2 separate regions of the Sander lucioperca genome follow, and region 2 is linked to region 1. A link is a contact called in public Hi-C data. All regions are on one chromosome and are shown on one strand. The core of a region is the stretch at or near the end of the contact, and the rest is flanking DNA. Distances in the headings are between cores, read along the strand shown.

Region 1 (4,790 bases), core at 1,734-4,233:
CAACAGCACAGACAACAACTGCAACAAGAAAGACAAAGCCACATGAGGCTCGGGACAGCGACGCACAGTCCCTTCAGCAGCAGAAACACTGAGACAAACTAGAAACCACGGAGAGCTGGAGTGTGGCGAGTCTGTTTACCTGACAAAGAACCAAATATCGGACGCTCTGAGAATCCTAACAGACAGACAACACAAATCAATTTTCTGTCAAAACTTCCAGTAGCAAGGATGACAGCAATCACAGTTTCTGACATGGATAAGAGACCAGGATGTAACAATGGCCACGGGGTAAACTTATGAGAGATAGTGGTTACTTTACATTACATTAGTGGAAATGAAGACTTCAAAGCTGCCTTAAACCCTCTATGTACTCAGCTAGTGAAATAATAGTTGGGTGGCACGCTGCAAGAACCTAAATGTAGTTTCACCATTGTGGTGCCAGGTTATATACAAACAGATTAGAAGTGCAGTATGTGGAGGGTTTTTGTCATTCTCTGGTTACAAACCTCTGTTAGGTGGAAATGGAAAACATGTTCATGTAAAAGAAACATAACCTTTATCATCAGCTGCCAATTTCAAACAGGCCTTAGGATCCTCAGAACATTGTTTGATTTCTATGTCTTTTTTAAAATCTTTATTGGAGAAGAATTCACATTGTACATGTTTTGTATTTAGATGTTCTTGAAAACACTATTTCAAATCCATTGTTAATGTTTTTTTTTTTTTTCCCCTGGGATGAATTCACCGACATAGAGAGTCCCAAAATGGAATTCAGATCTCGTCCGTCTCCAGCAGTGGAAAGTCTAAAAGAGGCACTCAAGTGTTACTAAATGGATTTTTTTTTTCTTTTAATATTTTTCATATCTGCTGCTTTTTTGACAACCATGACTCATTAGATAAATGTGTGTTTAAAGGGAGTTCATTTACCCTGTTTTGATTTTTTTTTTTTTAAAGGATTTCTGACCTGGTTTCACAGGGGTGGCATTTTGTTATAGTCCTTTTTTCTTTTTCTTTTTTTACACAACAGGTTTTCCTGTGTTTAAATGTTTTGCCTCTGTAATACAAGTATCCAAAACTATTTAATTAATGCAAGTCCTAAGTAATTGTTTGAATTGATTGTTACCATCACCGTTGAACACTCGTACAGTTTAATTGTCTTAAATCCTACAAATATAACGTAAATCTAGTCAGATTACCACAGTCCCTGAAGACTGATTTAACTGTCAAAAGATTCTGTAGCCATAATTATTACAAGCCAATCAAAATGTTAAACAAAAGTTTCCAAATTGTTGCACAGTGCATAAAAGCACATATTGTGTTCAAGCTGCAAACTATGTAAGTGTGCAATTAGCATGTGTCTGCGAGGAAATCTGATTGTTATTTATGTATGTGACATAATATTGTAGAAAATTCACAGACATAGACCAGCTGTTGTGGTAAATGGTCTTATTTCATATTGTGTGAACTTATTTTAGAATAGGAGATGTTTCAAGGTGCATTCACTGTAGGTTGACGGAGACACTGGTTCCTCATGTTGTTTTAGTTTGCACCTTAAGCGTTTCAAATCATCCAGTTAACTCTTTATAACATGCAGCAGTTCAAACAGCCACCCCTGTGATACAAGTATGTATCATTAGACATGTTTAAGGACTTGGTCAAAGAAATGTGGTAACCTGAAAGGCAACCTCACTGTTGTTTAGACAGTCAAAAGTCACATTTTTACATATCTATTAGAGCAGGAAATAGTCTGTGAATTTCAAGCCCACAATATTATAAACACTTTGAAGTCGTACTTTTTCTTTTCTTCTAATTGTCAGTAATTTGAGTTGGTTTGGTGCATTTGTGTTAGGTAAAATAATAACAAAGAAGCAAAGGTGAGCTTTTTTTTATTTCTTTTTAAGATTTTCTAACATTTGCATATTCCTGCCATAACTGTGTGTGTACCAGTATTCATGCGATCTGTACATGTTGATGTGGTCTCAACTATATTTGTAGCCTGGGCCCTGTGTAGGCGAGTGTGGCCCACCTAAGGGAAAGAGATGTCATTCTACAAACATAGCGATTATTGCACTGCATGGCCACCAAAACCAGCAGATCAATGCAAAACTGCTCCACATGTCCAAAGTGCCAAATTCATGAATGGCGCATTTTTGTTTTGTGTGTGTGTGTGTGTGTGTGTGTGTGTGTGTGTGTGCGTGTGCGCACATGTGTATGTGTATGTGTGCATGTGTGCAAATGTGTCCATGTAGTATGTGTGTGTGCGCCTGTGTAACATAACGGTTATTTTTCTGTCAGAAGGAAATTTATTGAAAGATTTGTATAACAGTACAATAAAATTCTGATTTATGTGGCAAAATAAAGAGAAATTATTTTTAAACACTAAAACTGATGTTTGAAAATATATATGTCTAATTGTTTTTGTCCAGTAATGGAGATTACTATTAGGCATAACACTGATGTTAAAATGTTAGCATTTGATCCAGGGCATGCTTATGCAGCAAAGGGAAAATCCCCAAAAATGGGCACCCACATTGTAGAAACTTTTTTTTGGATCCTACCTTGGATAACAACGTATATTGTAATACAATGACAATTTTTTGGTCCCTCATCTATTGTAATACACGCGTGCACATAATAGTAAATAGAGTAGAGGCTTGTGTGTTAATCAGAAATTACTAACCAATACAGAGCAGAGGAATTATCAGCACAAGCTGCAGCACATTTTATCTATTTCATACACTATTGGGATTCATGTACCGGAAGACAAATAATCATATTTTATATGCTCATTATAGGTTTTTAAAATATGAATCTGCAAAAATAGTAAAAAGTACACTATTCCCCACTACAATTGGCTCTGAGAGAACATTTAAAATGCGCAGTATGAAATCCCAGTTGCCAACAGTAACCCTGTCAGATGGGTTGTTCTAATCTAGACGAAATAGGGTGGGGGTTCCTCTCTGACCGACCCCCTTCTGGCTTCGCCACATGTGACGCCACTGTAACCAGGGGTATTAGTAGGTGGAGCTATTGACTTTACTGTAGACGGTCACGCTCTGTTAAACAAACGCAAAGTGGCCACAAAAACATGAATACAAGGTATTTCTGACTATATTCTTCGGACGGAAATCAAAATACAAACGGTTCCAGAGCAGCTCAGCCTAGGTAAGAGTACTTCAGGTTGTACACTGTACTTTGTTTTCCTTTTGGAGGCGATACAACTTAGTACCTGTTGGAGAGTTAGCTAGCCACTCTGAGCTAACGTTAGCCTGTTAGCTGTTGGGAGTTTGGCTAGCGAGTGTTTTGCTATTGCTTCCTAGTGATAGTAACGGGAAGTCAGTCTGCTTGTAATATCCTTGTCAAAACCCGTCCATTACAGACCAGAGACACGAAAGTATATTATTACTTTACTTTCTTTATTAAGTCACATTTGATGCCACTCGTGATGTTTTCTGTGTGTGTGTGTGTGTGTTTGCGTGTGTATGTGTGCGCGTCATCCAGATGTTTATTTTTGTTGACAACACGAAGACAGGCAGCCAGAGCGGCTGATCCGCCATACCTGTTGTGAACTTGCAGGTGCAGGCAGGAAACATGCAGCATACTGTTGCGTATTTCTTGAATTTTTTATAAAGGAGAGGCTTGGGTCCAATGAAGATCTAACAAAAGACATAATAATGAAATGACTGATCAAAACATAAAAGTACATTGATATCAAAAATCAGCATTGTTTTAACTTTTTAAAGTCAACAATACACCACAGCATGTTTATCACCACTATGTTGAAACGGTGGTTGGCTGTTTGTCAGACCTTTACTGTAGTTTCTCTCCAGCAGCTCCATGTGACCAGGGATTAGTTTCAAACAGAAGGTTCACGTACTTAAATGCATAACCTTTTAGAGTAAAACTCAGGACCGCCTGAACTCTTGGCCATAGGCTGATGTAAAAAGACCCGGTGCACGTTTGGTTTTAGAAGTTTGCGACACAACTCAGTAAACTGTTTTTTGGAGCAGGCCCTGGTATGTGGCAGGGAACTGAATCCTCAGCAGTTTCATACCCACATGACAAGCCATGAGGAGCTGACTGGTTAAATTTAGAGATCCTATCCAGTGTTATCTGGCAAGTTCATGTTTGTGTTTTCAGATAACAGCACAGCTGACAAGGAGTTTTATGAATTTCATGATGATATCAAGTGGTCTGTGTTTTTACATAAATACTGGACCATATATGACCTGAAAGTAGATAGATGAGTATTGATGTAGTAAAACCAGACAAGATATCATCTGGGATTTTAGTTGCCCTCCATTTGTGTTTTCCTGAGTTATGTAAAGTTTTGTGAAGACTGGAAAAACCTGTTTGGTCATTGTTTCCACTTTACAACTAAGTTCTAAATTTAAAATGTCTTTTTGTGTGCCTTGTTCTAATTTCTTCTTGTTCTTCTTGTAAATGTATGCTAAAAGCACTAATACCTTTGTATTAGTGTATTGATTGCCCTATTGTAACCACATTCTGTTTGAAACAGACACATATAACTGTGTCCTACTGGTTGTTTGTGACAGTCCACTTTATTTGTGGAAGTGTATATGCCTGATATGACAGTGAGGACAGATACAGAACAAAATTACTTTCTGACAATCTGCTTTTATTTTTAAAAGTGAAAATAAATACAAAAATCTGTGCATGCAATATGCATATACCTTTCTCTATAGAGCTGAAATTATATGTTAATTAATCCATAAATTGATCAACAGAACATTTAGTAACCTGAAGGTTAAGGGGTTTCTTGTGGCCAA
Region 2 (4,256 bases), core at 1,745-4,244, 130 kb before region 1:
TCAGCGCAGCCTTCAGACGGGCCATCTCATTCTGCTCCCCGTGGACCAGGATCTGACGATAACAAGCAGACAGAAGAGTCAAAGGTTTTTCTTTACAACTGATATAACTGAAGGGTACAGACAAAACAAATCAATCAATGTTCCCCCCCCCCCACCTCCTACCACATGTGGTGGTTTGAGGGCCCTGATGAACTCGCTGGTTTGCTGGTAGTCAGTGTGGGCAGAAAAAGAGATGTAGTCCACTGACATTTTCAGCTGCAGCTTCTGTCCTGACATGGTGGTGATCTCCTCCGGCTCAGACATAATGTGCTGCAGAGGGCACACAACACATCACAGTAAGTTGCTGTAAGCATACAAATCTCACTTGAGTTAAGTTGGCCAAAAAATGTTGGAAATGATGGCGCTTTTTCACCAAGAAGCTGTCTATTATTTATTCGAGAAAAACCGTCTACCATCCTGTCTGACCTTAGCCAGTGTGCCCTCTACACAGTATCCAGCGATGATGACCCCGTTCCTCTTATCAGTGCACCAGCTCTCAAAGAGCTCTCTGGAGAGCCCGCTCTGCATCATACCTGGAGACGCCATCACCACACTGGGACCGATGTCATCAAAATGATCCATGCTCTGAAAAAAAACACCACAGTTATAGATATTCAGCAGCAGCAGCCAAAAGATGTAACAGTCTGTATCTGTGGAACTCTCTACCTTGAGGTTGCTGATATGCTTGAAGACAAAAGGGTTGTTGATATTGATGGCCTTGCGGATCTTGTCGTTCATTGCGTTGACGTAGGTCTGGTACACAGCCATGCACTTCTTGGCCAGGGACGATGCATAGTAGATGGGGATGTCATGGAGCTCCGGGTGGTTCTGCCAGTACTCATCTACAGGAGAACATGAAACACAATTTTACAGACTCAGATGCAACAGACAAAACTAACTTAAAAAAAAATACAATACAATGCAGATATTGAGCATCTCATGATAAAGGGTCATAAATTATAGCGTAGAGGCTACCAATGTTGTACATTTGCCTATTTAGAGGCATAATCCAAACCAGGGAGTCACACTTGACTTCTCACCCAGGATGAGCAGCAGTTCCTGGGCCCTCCCCAAGGCGAACACAGGGATTAAACAGCGGCCTTCTCTGTTGACAATGTCATGGACTGTGTTACAGAACCGAGCCTCACGCTCCTCCCTCTTCTCATGGATGTGGGTGCCGTAGGTGGACTCCTGCAGAAAATATAACTTCACCACGTTGTGATCACCTAAAGATTAATTAAAAATAGTGTTTGATGTTAATTAATATGCGGCATACTATGATTAAGATGTCAGGTTTGACACTGGGGATCTCTGCTGCCATCAGATGCCTGTCTTCCTGTCGGGAGAAGTCTCCTGTGTACAGCAGCTTCGGAGGGGAAAAACAGACCGAGAATGGTCTTGTTAAGTCAACTTAGCTTCTGTGCATCAACAGGAATCTCTGAAACAAAAAACAGGAGTAGTTACCTTGACTCCAGCTATCTCGATCATGAACATGGCAGCTCCCAGCACATGCCCAGCGTGGTAGCACCAGAACTTGATTCCAGCCACCTCCTTGACCTCGTGGAAGTTGATGGTCTCAATCTTATCCATGCTCTCCTCCAGGTCAGTCTCCGTGTACAGCATGTCATCTGCAGAAATGTTGCTGCGATAAATCAACAACAAAATTATTGTAGGTATTATTAACTTGCAAGAATGCCATAATGACGACTGCTCCTGCTCCTACCTGACTTTGACGTAATCTGACAGTAGCCAGCGGTAGATGGCCTTCGTGGCATGGGTCATGAAGGTCCTGCCTTTAAAGCTGGTTTTCTGGAGAAACCAGGGCAGAGCTCCACAGTGATCCAAGTGGAAACTGGTGAGAGGATACATACATTAACATCAAATGACATATCCTTAGTTATGTTTTAGAATATAATCAAAATAGAATTCAAACAGAACATGCCTTAGTTAGGAAATTACCAATACATGTATGGTTGAGCATCTATACTACTATTAAAAAATATAGACAGTTCAACGCATAAAAGAGAGGAAGGAAAACTCACTGGCTGATGAGCAGCAGGTCTATCTCAGCTGGGTCAATCAAGTCTATGTAGGGGAGAGCATCCATTCCCTCCAAGCCAGGGTGGATACCACAGTCTAGCTGCAAAACACAAATATTACTGTATTTATTTCACCCCGGATAATGAACTTGGTAGCAGTACTGTTTTCCAGGGAGTCCTGGGTACACCAAATGAACACATGACTCAATAAAACAACAATAGAATGATTAAAACATATACAATAATAACAACAGGCTGCATATGAGAGCCTGCACAGACTAAGAACACAGAATTACAGGCTTAAGTTATTGCTGTTCTATAATATAAATGTGTTATTGGGTTATGGAATATTGTGAGACATTTTAATCTAGAGTGATATATACATGTCTGTCTGAAGTCACACAGCAGCATGCAGTCACAACTAAATACTTTAGTTAAGATGTACCATAATTTTCCTTCCTTTGAACTCCAGGATGATGCATGACCTCCCAACCTCCTGACCAGCACCCCTATAGTTACATAAACAAAATAGCGTTTAAGATTACATTTTGGTTACAGGCAGTCACTCAAAACCTTAATTCATAAAAAAATCATATAAAAATGGAACAAATTAACTTACAGTGGACGAATTAGGAGCTGGTCACTCTCCTCTGCGGGGACAATCACCTCTACTTTGCGTTTTGTCGCCATATGTGTCAAATTTTGCAGGTAAATATAAAAATAGAACAAATAAAGCCGGTCATACTGTAAACTGCACTGTTTGTTAAATGAGAGAGGGAGCGACGGCCCTCTTGTGACGTCACACTTCCGGTTGTGTGTCAAAATACAGCCGACGCGAAATCAAAAGCGTCGACACACAAAGTTCCGAGACAGCCGTGGGCCAGTTTTTGCCGTAACGGATTTACATTATTAAAATGGCTAAAATGTTACAAGTGGCACGGTAATCATACATATACAAAAACACTTTTCTGTAGGCTAAAGCTTTGTACACACTTAACAATATATATTATCCACAGGCCTCTCGGCTCAATACTCAACTTTAGAGTAGTTTTTGGAGTAGTTGTTCGTCGCGTCCCCTTTAAGTGGTGTTGGGTGTAGGCTGTGTGAAACTCGAAGGGAAGCTAAAGAGTCAAACTGAAGGTAACAGTTCTTTGAAGAAATTTAACTCCAACGGCACATTTAGACTGTTCAAACAGGTCTTATGTAGCTGGCTCTAGATTCCTCTAGGGCGTTTAACAAACCTCCATGTGAAAGCTTTTCAACTTCAGTGTGAAAATAAATGCGGTGGGGGACATTTAAGGTGGAGTAGGATGAGTTTTATCCAGACATTTTCTTTTCTTTTCGCACGTACAATATAATATAGCAAATGATGAGCAATATCATGTCTTCTACTGAGCATGTAGCGTTAGGTTAGTTAGCAAGATAAATTATGCGTTCCTCACAAAGGTAACCTGTTGATTTTGGTGTCTGGTGTATAATTTGAGTCTTGGGGGGGTTTTCTGCCCCCCCCCCCAACCTCACCCCGGTACGGATGCACCATATATAGACTATATAGAGTAAGCGATACACCCTCCGACTCCATCACAAAACCCTAGAGTAACATTTTGCTCTGATGGAGGAAGGATATATTGTTACAGTAGCAGGTGTAACAAATTTGTGGTTTCCAATTTAACTGGTGCCCCTTCATGAGAAGCTAACCACTAAGGTAGTATGTATTACAGTGTTTTATTAGCATATTATTGTTATGATGTGCCACCGTATTTAACAGCTAACGTTCTCTTAACACAGCCTTCCTGTTGAATGGAGAGGTACATAAATGGTCTTCTTACAATTAGCTATTGGATTCACATTTTTCTTTTGAGGGCCTTTCCAACTAAGTTGCTGATATTTTAAAGCATCTTTGTGTTCATTTTAATTAGGATTTCTGTGTGTGTGTGTGTGTGTGTGTGTGTGTGTGTGTGTGTGTGTGTGTGTGTGTGTGTGTGTGTGATTACTATTTTGTCTTGTTCTCAGGTTTCTCTTGCAGAGACCTAGATCATAATGAGGCTTTCTGAATTAATAAAGATGAACTAACTAACTTAAAGCTTAACACCCCTACAATATGAATAGCTGTGCAGCTGTGACAGTAAAAATTGAACCATGCAAAGGGTAGCTACAAGATTATTATGTAGCCATAGG

Evidence for each region. A called contact is a pair of places that touch in the nucleus more often than the background predicts.
Region 2: a contact with region 1 is called in a Hi-C map of muscle, with 2.5 times the contacts expected there. The contact joins the promoter of itgb1bp1 here to the promoter of kidins220a in region 1. A contact is called at or near these places in 2 of 2 Hi-C or Micro-C datasets (liver and muscle).

The regions. Positions count from the first base shown.
Region 1 is chr18:11,536,232-11,541,021 of SLUC_FBN_1.2, reverse strand. It overlaps kidins220a (kinase D-interacting substrate of 220 kDa B), which reads left to right and starts at 2,983. Exons shown (of 30, transcript XM_035994393.1): 1 at 2,983-3,165. It overlaps mboat2a (lysophospholipid acyltransferase 2), which reads left to right. Exons shown (of 13, transcript XM_031278969.2): 13 at 1-2,385. The coding sequence ends at 46.
Region 2 is chr18:11,668,304-11,672,559 of SLUC_FBN_1.2, reverse strand. itgb1bp1 (integrin beta-1-binding protein 1) reads left to right here and starts at 2,994. Exons shown (of 7, transcript XM_031278653.2): 1 at 2,994-3,218. LOC116035533 (cleavage and polyadenylation specificity factor subunit 3) reads right to left here and starts at 2,871. Exons shown (of 18, transcript XM_031278647.1): 1 at 2,698-2,871; 2 at 2,524-2,587; 3 at 2,082-2,179; 4 at 1,763-1,891; 5 at 1,504-1,681; 6 at 1,316-1,405; 7 at 1,080-1,230; 8 at 706-881; 9 at 466-624; 10 at 163-309; 11 at 1-52. The coding sequence starts at 2,768.